Linked DNA regions of Mus musculus: regions 1, 3 and 4 are each linked to region 2. Evidence: chromatin contacts called from public ChIA-PET and HiChIP or PLAC-seq data. All regions are on one chromosome and are shown on one strand. Each heading gives the region's core, a stretch centred on a gene start, on an enhancer-like site or on the middle of the called end of the contact. The rest is flanking DNA. Distances are from core to core; before and after follow the strand shown. Region 1 overlaps Fgd5 (FYVE, RhoGEF and PH domain containing 5). Region 2 holds the start of Ccdc174 (coiled-coil domain containing 174). Region 3 overlaps Nr2c2 (nuclear receptor subfamily 2, group C, member 2). Region 4 overlaps Slc6a6 (solute carrier family 6 (neurotransmitter transporter, taurine), member 6).

Region 1 (2,700 bases), core at 3-2,502, 200 kb before region 2:
AATGTGGTCCATAGGATAAACACTGACAGTAACACTTTAAGAACCATCTTCCTCCAGCCCCTCTTATACTGGTATTAGTTACTTTTCCATTCCTATAACAAAACACCTGGGTTATTAACTTATAAAGTAAAAAGGTTTAACTCACAGTTCTGGAGGACGTTCTTGTCTGAGATCAGGAGAACTTGTTTTGGGCCTCTGGGGAGAGGACACTAGATAGCAATGACAGGAGCCCACAGAGAGCAAACTGCTCAGGGTCAGGAGTATGAGAACAACCTCCCCTCCAAGGGCCTCCTACTTGACCCCACCTCCTAAAGGTTCATCACACTGCACCAGTAGCAGCACACTGCAAACCACAAGCATGTGGCCCTTTGGAGACATTCACCCACCCAAGTCATCCCTGGACCCATGCCACTCCTAGTAGTCCCTCCTCAGTGACTAGTCCAGGAGCCATAGGAGTGAAGGGAGCTTGGTGAGGGCTACTGAGCACATGCTGGCTCTTAAAAGCCATCCTGGCCTTCCTTGGTGGCAATAGACAATGCCTGTAGTCCCAGCTGCAGAGGCAGTCAGTGGTCAGCCAGTCTCTGGGAACCACCTCTGACACTGCACAGCAAGTCACAAAAGCCAAAGGACTTGTTTCCCGTCCTTTGGGACTTGCTATTGTCACGCTAGTTTGCCACCTGCTTAAGCCAATGTGAGACTTGTGCAGAGAGCAGCCACCTGAGTGGACACACCTGCCCCCGACTCCCACCCCCACCGACAGTGAGAATGAATTCAGAAGCCAGAGAGTGCAGGCTGAATCAGTTAACAACATGCTAACTGGTGAAAGCCAGCCCATTGCTGGCCCTACTTCACTTCAGAAAGCAACTTGGGTTGCAGGCCCAGCCTTGGTGGCCACAGGGCCACACTGAGGCCTCTCTGCTTAGTGACCAGATCAGTGAGAAGCTGGATAAAGGATACAGGGTAAGCAGTCATGCCTTGGCCTGCGTGGCCATGATTCCAGATGAGCCAGCAAGCCAGCATCACTCTCCTCCCATTCCCCCTCCCACCACCACCACACACACACACATACCAGGCAGAGTTTGTCTCTGAAGGTTCAGCATCACCAGAAAGACTCAGTGCTTACTCCTGACATGTCAGAATGCTTGTAGAACTGGCCTACACCCCACCCAGCGCTGCTGTTCCCCTTGTGCATTAATGACAGGCATAGACTCCTTCCCATCTCTTCAGACAAACAGCCTAAAGCAATTGCAGTATGCAGGAATCCATGAATGCACTGCCCTCCGCACCCCACCACCAAGCAAGGCCACCCAGGGAGCAGGCAAGGCTGTGCCTGAAAGGTTCTTTAAGGCACTGAAGATGCAGGGAGAGGGATCTGATGGACAGGGCTGCCAGCCTCACTACCACCAACTGTCCTGTCACTGTCCTGAGAAGGAAGTTCTTCCTGTAATTGTATTGGCCACTATGAATGGCCAGGGAGAGATAAGCCTGAAACCAGTTCTCAGAGAACTATAGAAAGAAGAAGAGGTGACAAAGGTCCAAAACAGGCAGGGCCTGGCCTGGTCACATTGCAGCTGGGGACTGCCTTGGTGACTCTGTCTGCTATGTTTTATGGATAATCCAGGCATTTCTATCAAGGTAAATATTCCCACAGAATAAAAACCCTACTTGAGTATCAGATCCAGGATGTTATAGGGTAGAAAACACAAAACATCCTGACCCAGGATGTGGGCCGGCCTCAGAGTCCTGGCTCCACATGTGTGAGGCCCTGGATTCCAGAGCAAGCCCTCAAAAATTTTTTTAATTAAAAAAATAAGCAGAATAAAAGAACAGAGGTCCTTGGGTAACCTTGGGATGTACTGTCTGTCACTCTAAAGAGCTGCAAAGTGACACTGGGCAATGCTACAAGGCATATCAGGGATGCTCCCACTGCCTAGACAGCAGCCCAAATGCCCCAATGGCAGCAGCACTGGCTACACATACTGTGCTGTTCCTGTGCACACATGGGTACTCTTGATAATGTGCAATGCACCAATTAGATCCATGGGAAGTTACTAACTAAGTAGGTGTAATGGCTATTCCCGGTTGTCAACTTGACTATATCTGGAATGAACTACAATCCAGAATTGGAAGGCTCACCAGTGATCCAGACCTTGGGGCTGGAAGATACAAGTTTCTGAACTGGATCTTAGCATGGAGATCTTGAGGCATAGTGGCTATGAATCCCAGGAGACTAAGACCAGGAGATCTCTGAGTTCAAGGTCAGCCTGGGACAAAAACAAGTCCCAGATCCAGGCGTGGTGGTACACACCTTTAATTTGGGCCACACCTTCTTCTGGAGACCTACATAAGGATTTCGGAAGAAGGAAGATTTGCTCTTCTTCGCCTGCTTGCATTTACTTGCCAGCACATCTGTTGGATCTACTACTAGCCTTGTGGGGCTGAGCAACTCGATCCCTGGACTTCCCATTCACAGCTGACCACTATTGGGGAGTTGGACTACAGACTGAAAGTCATCATAACAAATTTACTTACTGTAAAGAGACTATCCATAAGTTCTGTGACTCTAGAGAAGCTTAACTAATGCAGTAGGACATTTATACTACAAGTAAAAATGACTGGAAATTCATGCACTTTTATTTCTGGAATTTTCCATTTAATATTTTCAGTCCACAGTTGGTCTCCTGCAATTGAAATCATAGA
Region 2 (2,803 bases), core at 51-2,550:
AGGAGGAGGAAGAGGAGGATTTTAACTTTGTAAATGTATCAATTACCTAGCTATATATCTTTCTATTCTACAACTACATCTGAATCACAAAATGACCAATCAATTCCGGGACTTCGTTTGTGTTATAATTATTAAAAACATTATCCTCCAGACAAGTTAACTTTGGTTTGGTTTTTAAAGACAGGGTCTCACTGTGTAGCTCTGGCTATACTGGAACTATGTAGCTCAGGCTGGCCTCTGACTTACAGTGGCCTCTGTCCACTTGTCTCTGACACTTATGTGCTAAAGTTAAGCGCATGCGCATATACTTCCTGATTAATTCAGTTTGCAAGCACTGAATCCAAGCAAACATGATTACTAAGACCAATTTTTCTATATTAAAAAACAAATTCCAACAAAAAATTTGATACATTAGATGTTTTGAACAATCAGAAAAGGCACCATTTTGCAGTCAATCAAACTGAGCCTGGCTTCTCACACAACAAATCTGTGTGTACATTGAGGAAAACGGGATTCACCTTTGGGTGTCAACTTCATTATCCATTAAGAGTGACAATTAATACCACCTACACTCAAAAGCACTTCTGAGGACTCGATGGCAGCACACATATGAAGCACGGACACAAAATGTGTACAGTGTTTACAAGTTTTCTGCTGAGAGTGGTTAAGTTAGCAAAACTCCTTACATCCTGTCAGACCTTACTGGCCCGGGTACCCCATCCCACAAGGCACTAGCTAACTTGTCTGGATCCTGCTGGGGGGGACCCTGGGAGCCCTGGGAAGACAAATCATATCCCAGTGCTCGAGAAGGGCTTTGGACTAGTGGAGAACCCAGGAAGGGCTCGTCCTCCAAGTCCCTGCGGACAGAGAGCCGGCTGTGGCGGCGGCTGACCCGCAGGATGCGCCCTGAGATCCCTGGGAGGATGGCGTCCGAGACCCGCCTGGGTTCGAGGGGAACGGAGCCCAGGCGCCTGGCGGAGCCGAGTTCAGGATCCTGTGAGTAAGGAAGCTGAGGAGGGTCTCTGCGGGGAAAGGGTCGGTCAGGATCCTTGTCAGATGGGCAGTCCAGGCCCCTGACTTGCGTGGGACAACAACTAGGTCACCATTCTCGACTGAGACAGGCGGAGGGAACGCGGAGCACGGAGCTAAGCCACACTTGTACTCACCGAGGAGGCTGTAACGTCCAAAGGCTTTTTCTTTCGGTCCATCGTCCCGCCAAGGCGTCCAGTCCCAAGACGCAGCCTCCCTGTGGCCTCAGTCAGACCCTACGAGTCCGCCACCCCCACCCGGCAGCAGAACCGGAAGTGTCTTTGATAGGGACGCTGAGTTTGCGTCATTTTGCGACTTGGATTTACGACCTCGGCGCCATCTTGAAAGCGTCAGTATGAGGTCCCTAGTCGCTACGTCGTCATTTTGAGAAGGTCAGAGGGTTGGAATTGATCGCAATTGGCCATCTTGAAGAGAGCAGAAAGTGAGGTGAAAATGACTAGTATTGTCGCCGTCTAGAGAAGGAAGGAAGATAGCTTTCATTGCAACACACACTATATTGACTGGAGAGTCTTAGATGATGGAAAAGAATAGCAGCGTATGAAGAGAGCTAAGTAAACTCCTGTCTCCAACATGAAAACAAAAGGAATTTAATGAAACTGGTAGTGGTGGGAATTATTGTTTAAGAATGGGCTATGAGAAACACTCGTTTTATGTTGGTTTTTTTTTTTTGGTGTTTTGTGATTTGTTTTGTTGGTTTTGTTTGTTGTTTTGCTTTTTAGGCTTTTTTTTTTTTTTTTTTTGAGATGGGGTCTTACTGTACAGCCACCTGGCCTCAAACTCTCTATGTAGACTTGGCTAGCCTCAAATTTGCAACAGCCCTCCTGCCTCTGCCCCCTAAATGCTAGGATTACATGTGTGAGCCACTATGCCCAACAGAATATTTGAATTTTAACTATTCATTCATACATTCATTTGGGGGTCACTGGGTACTCCTGGCTGCCTGGAACTTGCTTTGTAGACCATGCTAGCCTTGTACTCAAAGATACCTGCTTACCTCTTCCTCCCTTATGCTGGGATTGAAGCTGTGTGCCACCACAACCAGCCCCCAGAATACTCTAATTTTGAAATTACTATTTGAATTGCTAAAGAATTAAAAGAATTTTGACCTGGGATTTAGGACAAAATTTCCAACAATTTCTGAAATGGCCCTAAACATGAATTTGCTGTATCTTTGCAAAGCAGTGTTCTCCACATTGATGATGATAAAGTCAAAACAATCAACTCTGAAAAGCACTGAAGATGCTCTGTGACCTACAGTATCAAATGTTTAGCCAATATTTAATTCCTTTTGTTGAAACAAGCACATTCATGTCATTAGGATACAAATTGTTTTTCATCTTTAATAAATGGTGAATATATATATATATATATATATATATATATATACATATACATATGTGTGTGTGTGTGTGTGCGCCAAATTGTTTTAAAGTAATTTTTAAAGTATCCATATATACCTCAAGTCATGAAAATAATACTGGGTAAAAAGAAGTTGTAAGTGAAATAATTTTAAGATATCCTCCCCCCCCCCCGCCCCCTGCAGTTGGGAGGCAGATGCAGGCGAATTTCTGAGTTCAAGGCCAGCCTGATCTACAGCATAAGTTCCAGGACAGCCAGGGCTACACAGAGAAACCCTGTCTCAAAAAATCAGAAAAAAAAAGAAAGAAAGAAAGAAAGAAAGAAAGAAAGAAAGAAAGGAAGGAAGAAAGATATCCTTCCCTAGAAGACTGTATGGCATTATTACAGTCTTACT
Region 3 (2,700 bases), core at 88-2,587, 250 kb before region 2:
CAATGCAAATGCCTAAAGGACTACAGGCAGCCTAGGCTAAAAAGAACCATATTCTTCTTATCTGTTTCAAATGACCATGGAATTTGGGTCACTGGGCAGTGAGTAACCCCTCTGTGTTGAAGTTTGCATCACCTGTGTAGCGGGTTTCATCAGAGGGGAACTGATACCCTCTGTATCAGTTCTGATACCCTCTGTATCCTGGACTGTAGAGTCTACCTTTGTTTTAATTTGGGGCTTCTACTGCTATGATACACACCATGACCAAAAGCAACCTAGACAAGAAATAGTTTATTTTACCTCACACTATATCACCAAGAGACAAGACAGGAACCTGGAGGCAGAGACCATACCATGAAGAAATGCTGGCTAGTTCTTCAAGGCTATCTCAGTCTGTATTCTTATATACCCCAGAACCACCTGCCCACAATGGGCTGGACCCACCCATAGCAATCATTAATCAAGAATATGCCCCTCTGGCTTGCCTACAGACCATATATAGAGGCATTTCCTTAACTGAGGTTCCTTCTCAACTTGACAAAAACTAACCAAGACAACAACTTGTGTAACACAAAGGACTGGAAAGTTACTAGTCCAGCTGATGACCTACAAGTTCTGCACTTGAAGCCTTTAAAGGCTCAAATTTAAACAATATAGATGAACACACACACAAATCTATAAGGTGGAAGGATCATGAGTCCCAGTTCACCCTGGGTGCCAAAGGAGACCTTGTCTCAAAACTGAAAAAAACAAAGCCAACAACTATATCTCACAATTATGTAAAACCATGTGATAATAGCAATCTGGTACATAATCTTTTGTTCATAGGCAGATAACCTGCCAAAAACAAGCAATGTACTTATCACACTCTCACACTAGTCCCTAAAAAGAAAAAAAGCCTGCTAGTACTTAAGCATAATAGATATGATTTCCTCCAAATACACAACTGGGTTCTAAATACTGTGCATTTTACTAACAGCTTTGGAAACAAGTTTCTACTAAAGTACACTGCTTAGAGCTGCCCATCCCCCCTCCACCACCACCACCACAAGTAAGTACAACTAGAGAAGATTTCCTGTGCTACCTGCTGCCCCACTGGTCTGCTTTCTTCTACTCTTCCCCAGTCCACTAGCGCTAGTGCACGCACACACACGCACACACACACACTCTCACACACTCACACACACACACACATTTACACTCACCAGCCAATTGTTTCCAGCAGCTTTATTTACATTTTTTTCCCTCAGCAACTTCCTAAGCCAAATAGTAACCAAATTAGCCAGGGGTTGGTGGATAGCCTTCAAACTCTGCTGTGCAGATTCCATTTGCCATAGCAGACAAGGCTGTTTAAAGATGCCCTTTCTGTGACCCTGCTTTGCTGAAGGTCAAGTTTACTATCATTCACTGTAACCAAGGAAGCAAAATCAAAGTGTTTCTGCTGTTCTGCCAGCTAGCTGCTGAAGCAGTCTGTTGACTACCATGATGGCCTATTTCTGGGAAGATGTGTTATTTTAACAAGGCTTCCCTTTACCTAGACTTCTGTGGCTTTGTTAAACTCTTTTCTCACTACCCTTCCCTTTTCAGATCACCTTTCTTTAGTGAATTTGCAGAATGTTACTATGGGAAATAAGTAACTAGAAGCAATTTTAAAACTACATGGCATAGAGAGATTTGGAGAACATGGACAGTCTGCATACAGTATATTCAACTTCACATGCCAAAGCTAATATTTCTATAGTTATGGAATCTCTGAAACATAGGCAACAACATATGGTCTGCACTGCATTCAAAAACCACTCCAAGAACAACAGAATGGACTTGTTTACTGTCTTTAAGAGCTAAGGTTAAGCTATAAGCCCATTTGCCCAAACTGCACATCCTGTGTGTAGTTGCAGGTACATAGGCAGGAAGTACATCAGGATATATACTTGCTCCCAATTGGACAATGGCTGGAAATACCATAGCCTTGTGGGTTCTGGCTTTATAAGCACCTGTAATAGCTACTCTCAGTTGTCAACTATATCTGGAACGAACTACAATCCAGAAATGGAGGGCACAGTTATGACCCAGATCTCAAAGCTGGAAGACACAAACTTTTGATCCAGATCTTGAGGCTGGAAGAAACATATGCCTTTAATCCAGTTTTTGAGGCACACCTTTAATCTGGGCCATACCTTCTGCTGGAGGCCTACAATAAAGACAGTGGAAGAAGGAAGGGTTTGTTCTTTGCCTGCTTATACTTACTTGCCAGCACATCTGTTGGAAGCTACTTCTTCAGGATTCCAGCTTATACAGAAGACCAGCTGAAACACTGAGCCTCATGGCACTGAGCAACCACTAGATTCTTGGACTTCCCATTCACAGCTAGCCATTGTTTGGTTAGTCAGATTGCAGCCTGTAAGTCATTCCAATAAATTCCATCTCTCTCTCTCTCTCTCTCTCTCTCTCTCTCTCTCTCTCTCTCACTCACTCACACACACACACACACACACACACACACTCATTCATTCATTCCATAAGTTCTGTGACTCTAGAAAACCCTAATTACAGCATCTGAATAGCTTTGTGGGTTCTGCCTTTATAAGTACCCAACTAACCTAATTCAGTGCACAAACAGAGCAGAGCTGCAGTCAGTCTAAAGTCTGGGCAGGAAGATGGGCAACAAATGTGTCAGTGTATGAAGGATGCCAGAGGTGCACA
Region 4 (2,700 bases), core at 63-2,562, 180 kb after region 2:
GCCCAGCCCAGACAACACAGCAAGATTCCAGATCTTTATCTTTTGGTTTGGCTTGGTGTGGTTTTTCTAGATAGGGTTTCTCTGGTCTCTATAGACCAGGCTGGGCTCAAACTCAGAGAGATCTGCCTGCCTCTGCCACCATGGCCTGCCTTCAGATCTTTTATCTTTTAAAAAACAACAACAACAACAACAACAACAACAACAACAACAAAAACCTAAATAACCAAACAACCCAGGGTCTTATTCTGCAACCCTAACTGGCCTTAAATTCCTAAGCTAAATAGAGCCTGGGCTAGAAAGACCTCCATGCCTCAGCCCGCCTGTGGGAGGATGACAGACATGTTCCACCAGGATCAGCTTATGGACTCATATGTGAATGCACACACCACTCCATTATACTGTGGTCACCTCTGTGTGGTGGGACCCTTATCTCTGTATTGAAAACATGACTTTTATAGTCAGAGTAAACATGATAAGTAAGCATTTTCTCACCGTGGAGGCCTCCAGGGAGCAGGACATCGGTATCCACAGGCAAGCAGGAGTACCTAGCAACCTAAAGGACAAGCACCCTAGAGAACAGCACCCTGGGAGGTAGACTTGCCTCTTCAATCGAGGGGATGCAGCCTCTCTAGGGACTCCTTCGATGAGTCTTGTGCTTGCTACTCAGGTTAGTTGTCCTGAGCCCATAAAACTCCCCTGGACTCATCACGTGTCCATGTCACCTGTTCTGCCAACCCCCGTCCTGCAGTGTACTGCAGCTCTCTTGGCTGGATATAACTACTCCATTATAGAGGTTAGAGTGTGAGGCTCAGAGATGTTTAGTGACTCCCTTCAGGGTCACACATCCTGCATAGGCTGGGGCTGGGCTAAGAGCTTTTTTGTATTGTAGAGAAAGCACTCCAGGCATTACAAAGGGCCACAGAGCCACATCCCAGCCCCCAGACTTGGAATGAATTCAGACCTGCCTTAAGGCTAAAAAGATAGATCTAGCCCTTCTCGGGCCCCAGGAATATGTGGGAGTGGGCCACACCCAGAACTCAGACAGCGTATCATCCCTGCATAATATACTCCCTGCAAACCCCATTGACCTCCACATAGAGGGTGGAGGGGAGGCCATGAGTCTTTTCAGAAACGGCAAGCCAGGAGGGCTACACAAGAGTGATGTGGGGCAGTCTGAGGGCCAAAGCACCCTCCTAGGTAGCCTGGTGTGCAGCTGGAATCAGCGCTGAAGAGGAACAGCATGGTCGCCATCTATGCTCTGCCTAGGACGTTGCCAGGCCCCGTGGGGCCAGTCACTTGCACAAGACTCTTTATCTAGAAACAAAACTCACATTCCAGCCTCAGAGTGAGCAGTGGCCTCCCTGGCTCCCACTATCCTTGGCTGCTCATTAACCAGTAGCAGGAAGACCTTGGAAAAGGGAAGTCGCTGGGGATGGAAGGGGCTCCCCACCTATCAGGAGGGCAGTTGCCACCAAGCGGGCACCAGATTTGGGCAAGTGAGTTCGTGGTTGTGAGAACTTGGGAGGTCCCCCTAAGTCTCAGTTTCCCAGTCTGCACAATGGTGCTGGCTAACAGTACTTACGAGACAACGGCACTCAAAGTCTGCATCCAAGCTGCTGAGGGATGCGGCCTTGCCTGGCACTCAGTAAGCATTCCACCTGTTCATCTGCCATTTTTACTGAAAGAACAAGAACTCCTACCTCCTGCAGCTTAGCTCTTGAGGCTGTAGCATGGTTCTAGGGGTTGTAACAAGCTAATGTGTTACACTTCGAGGACCATCTAGTACCCACAGGCAATAAATGTCCCTGACACACGACCATTAAGGTGAGACTCTGAGCATGGTTCTCTGCCCACTCAATAGCTGCTGGGGGAGGTCTTCTGAGTCTCTGGGGATGGGCATATCTGACATCAGAGAACCTATGGTCTCCAGTTGGCTTTTTTGATACAGGAGCACACCCGGTCAGAAACTGACCAAAAGTGCAATTGGGTCCGACCACAGTGGCAGTTAAGAAGGGTCTCGTGAGAGTCCCACGGATGACCCCAAATTGACCATACACCAGCCCTGTGTCAGTGAGAGACTTCCTCGGAAGCTAAGAGAACAGCTCAGGATGAAGCATTGTTTATGCTGGAAAGCAACGACCCCAGAGCCAATGAAAAAGAAGAGAGAAAAAGAGAGAGGAGTGTGGAATGGGAGGAGGAGATTAGATATTAAGAAATCTCTATCAAGGAAGGTGGAGTTCTCAAATTTGAGAGCAGGGTCCACAAGTGGGTCACAAGATCAACAAAGTGGCAGGACAGATTGCAGGGCAAGGACCTGAACCTGGAACCAGATCACAGGGCAAGGACCTGAACCTGGAATGTTCTCCAGAATGCGTATACACACTCCAGTGTTCCTTAGTAGATGTCAAGATTAAAGGACTTTGAATCCCAAGTCCCAAATCAGCTAAATCAGCCTGAAAACAAATCCTTCTTGCAGGCACTGTTAGGATTTTGAACTTGAAGAAGGGGGGAAACATTAAAGAGAAGAGAAAGCAAGGTGTAGTACCAAGACAATCAGCTGATTAGATATGAGAACTATGTCAATGTTAAATGTCCCAGGCTGATAATCGGGCTGTGGTTACATAAGACAATGGCCTTGCTCTGAGGAAATACATGAAAGACTAAGGGAAGGGGCACCCCACTTGTGACTTACTCCCCAGT

What was found. ChIA-PET counts read pairs in DNA pulled down with a chosen protein or histone mark. HiChIP or PLAC-seq counts read pairs in DNA pulled down with a chosen protein or histone mark.
Region 1: a contact with region 2 is called in an H3K27ac HiChIP or PLAC-seq map of embryonic stem cells, with 4 times the contacts expected there. The contact joins the enhancer-like site here to the promoter of Ccdc174 in region 2. A contact is called at or near these places in 6 of 39 promoter capture datasets (the C10 cell line, cranial neural crest, frontonasal cranial neural crest and 3 more), 1 of 15 datasets of contacts at CTCF or cohesin (pro-B cells), 2 of 484 Hi-C or Micro-C datasets (the 63-12 cell line and double positive thymocytes), 31 of 115 datasets of contacts at active chromatin or transcription factors (the 230-238 cell line, DN3 thymocytes, the SCID.adh cell line and 18 more) and 4 of 9 other capture datasets (adipose tissue, liver, macrophages and 1 more).
Region 3: an RNA polymerase II ChIA-PET map of memory CD8 T cells shows a contact between it and region 2, with 6 read pairs. The contact joins the enhancer-like site here to the promoter of Ccdc174 in region 2. A contact is called at or near these places in 2 of 39 promoter capture datasets (the C10 cell line and cranial neural crest), 4 of 115 datasets of contacts at active chromatin or transcription factors (bone marrow-derived macrophages, memory CD8 T cells, microglia and 1 more) and 3 of 9 other capture datasets (adipose tissue, liver and pancreatic islet).
Region 4: a contact with region 2 is called in an H3K27ac HiChIP or PLAC-seq map of embryonic stem cells, with 7 read pairs. The contact joins the enhancer-like site here to the promoter of Ccdc174 in region 2. A contact is called at or near these places in 6 of 115 datasets of contacts at active chromatin or transcription factors (bone marrow-derived macrophages, effector CD8 T cells, embryonic stem cells and 2 more) and 3 of 9 other capture datasets (adipose tissue, liver and pancreatic islet).

The regions. Positions count from the first base shown.
Region 1 is chr6:92,075,918-92,078,617 of GRCm38.p6, reverse strand. Fgd5 (FYVE, RhoGEF and PH domain containing 5) reads right to left here. Exons shown (of 21, transcript NM_172731.3): 21 at 2,613-2,700. Among named protein-coding and RNA genes, the nearest start is that of Nr2c2, 15 kb to the left of the region's middle. Within about 2 kb of position 1,252, at least 5 of the 459 cell types and tissues checked have an H3K27ac peak or open chromatin away from gene starts, as enhancers often do. A contact at or near this core is called in embryonic stem cells, where this site is marked.
Region 2 is chr6:91,876,550-91,879,352 of GRCm38.p6, reverse strand. Ccdc174 (coiled-coil domain containing 174) reads right to left here and starts at 1,300. Exons shown (of 11, transcript NM_172730.2): 1 at 1,167-1,300. The coding sequence starts at 1,208.
Region 3 is chr6:92,130,873-92,133,572 of GRCm38.p6, reverse strand. The region is part of intron 2 of Nr2c2 (nuclear receptor subfamily 2, group C, member 2); the gene reads right to left. Among named protein-coding and RNA genes, the nearest start is that of Gm46967, 25 kb to the left of the region's middle. Within about 2 kb of position 1,337, at least 30 of the 459 cell types and tissues checked have an H3K27ac peak or open chromatin away from gene starts, as enhancers often do. A contact at or near this core is called in memory CD8 T cells, where this site is marked.
Region 4 is chr6:91,699,618-91,702,317 of GRCm38.p6, reverse strand. The region is part of intron 2 of Slc6a6 (solute carrier family 6 (neurotransmitter transporter, taurine), member 6); the gene reads right to left. Among named protein-coding and RNA genes, the nearest start is that of Slc6a6, 17 kb to the right of the region's middle. Within about 2 kb of position 1,312, at least 23 of the 459 cell types and tissues checked have an H3K27ac peak or open chromatin away from gene starts, as enhancers often do. A contact at or near this core is called in embryonic stem cells and liver, where this site is marked.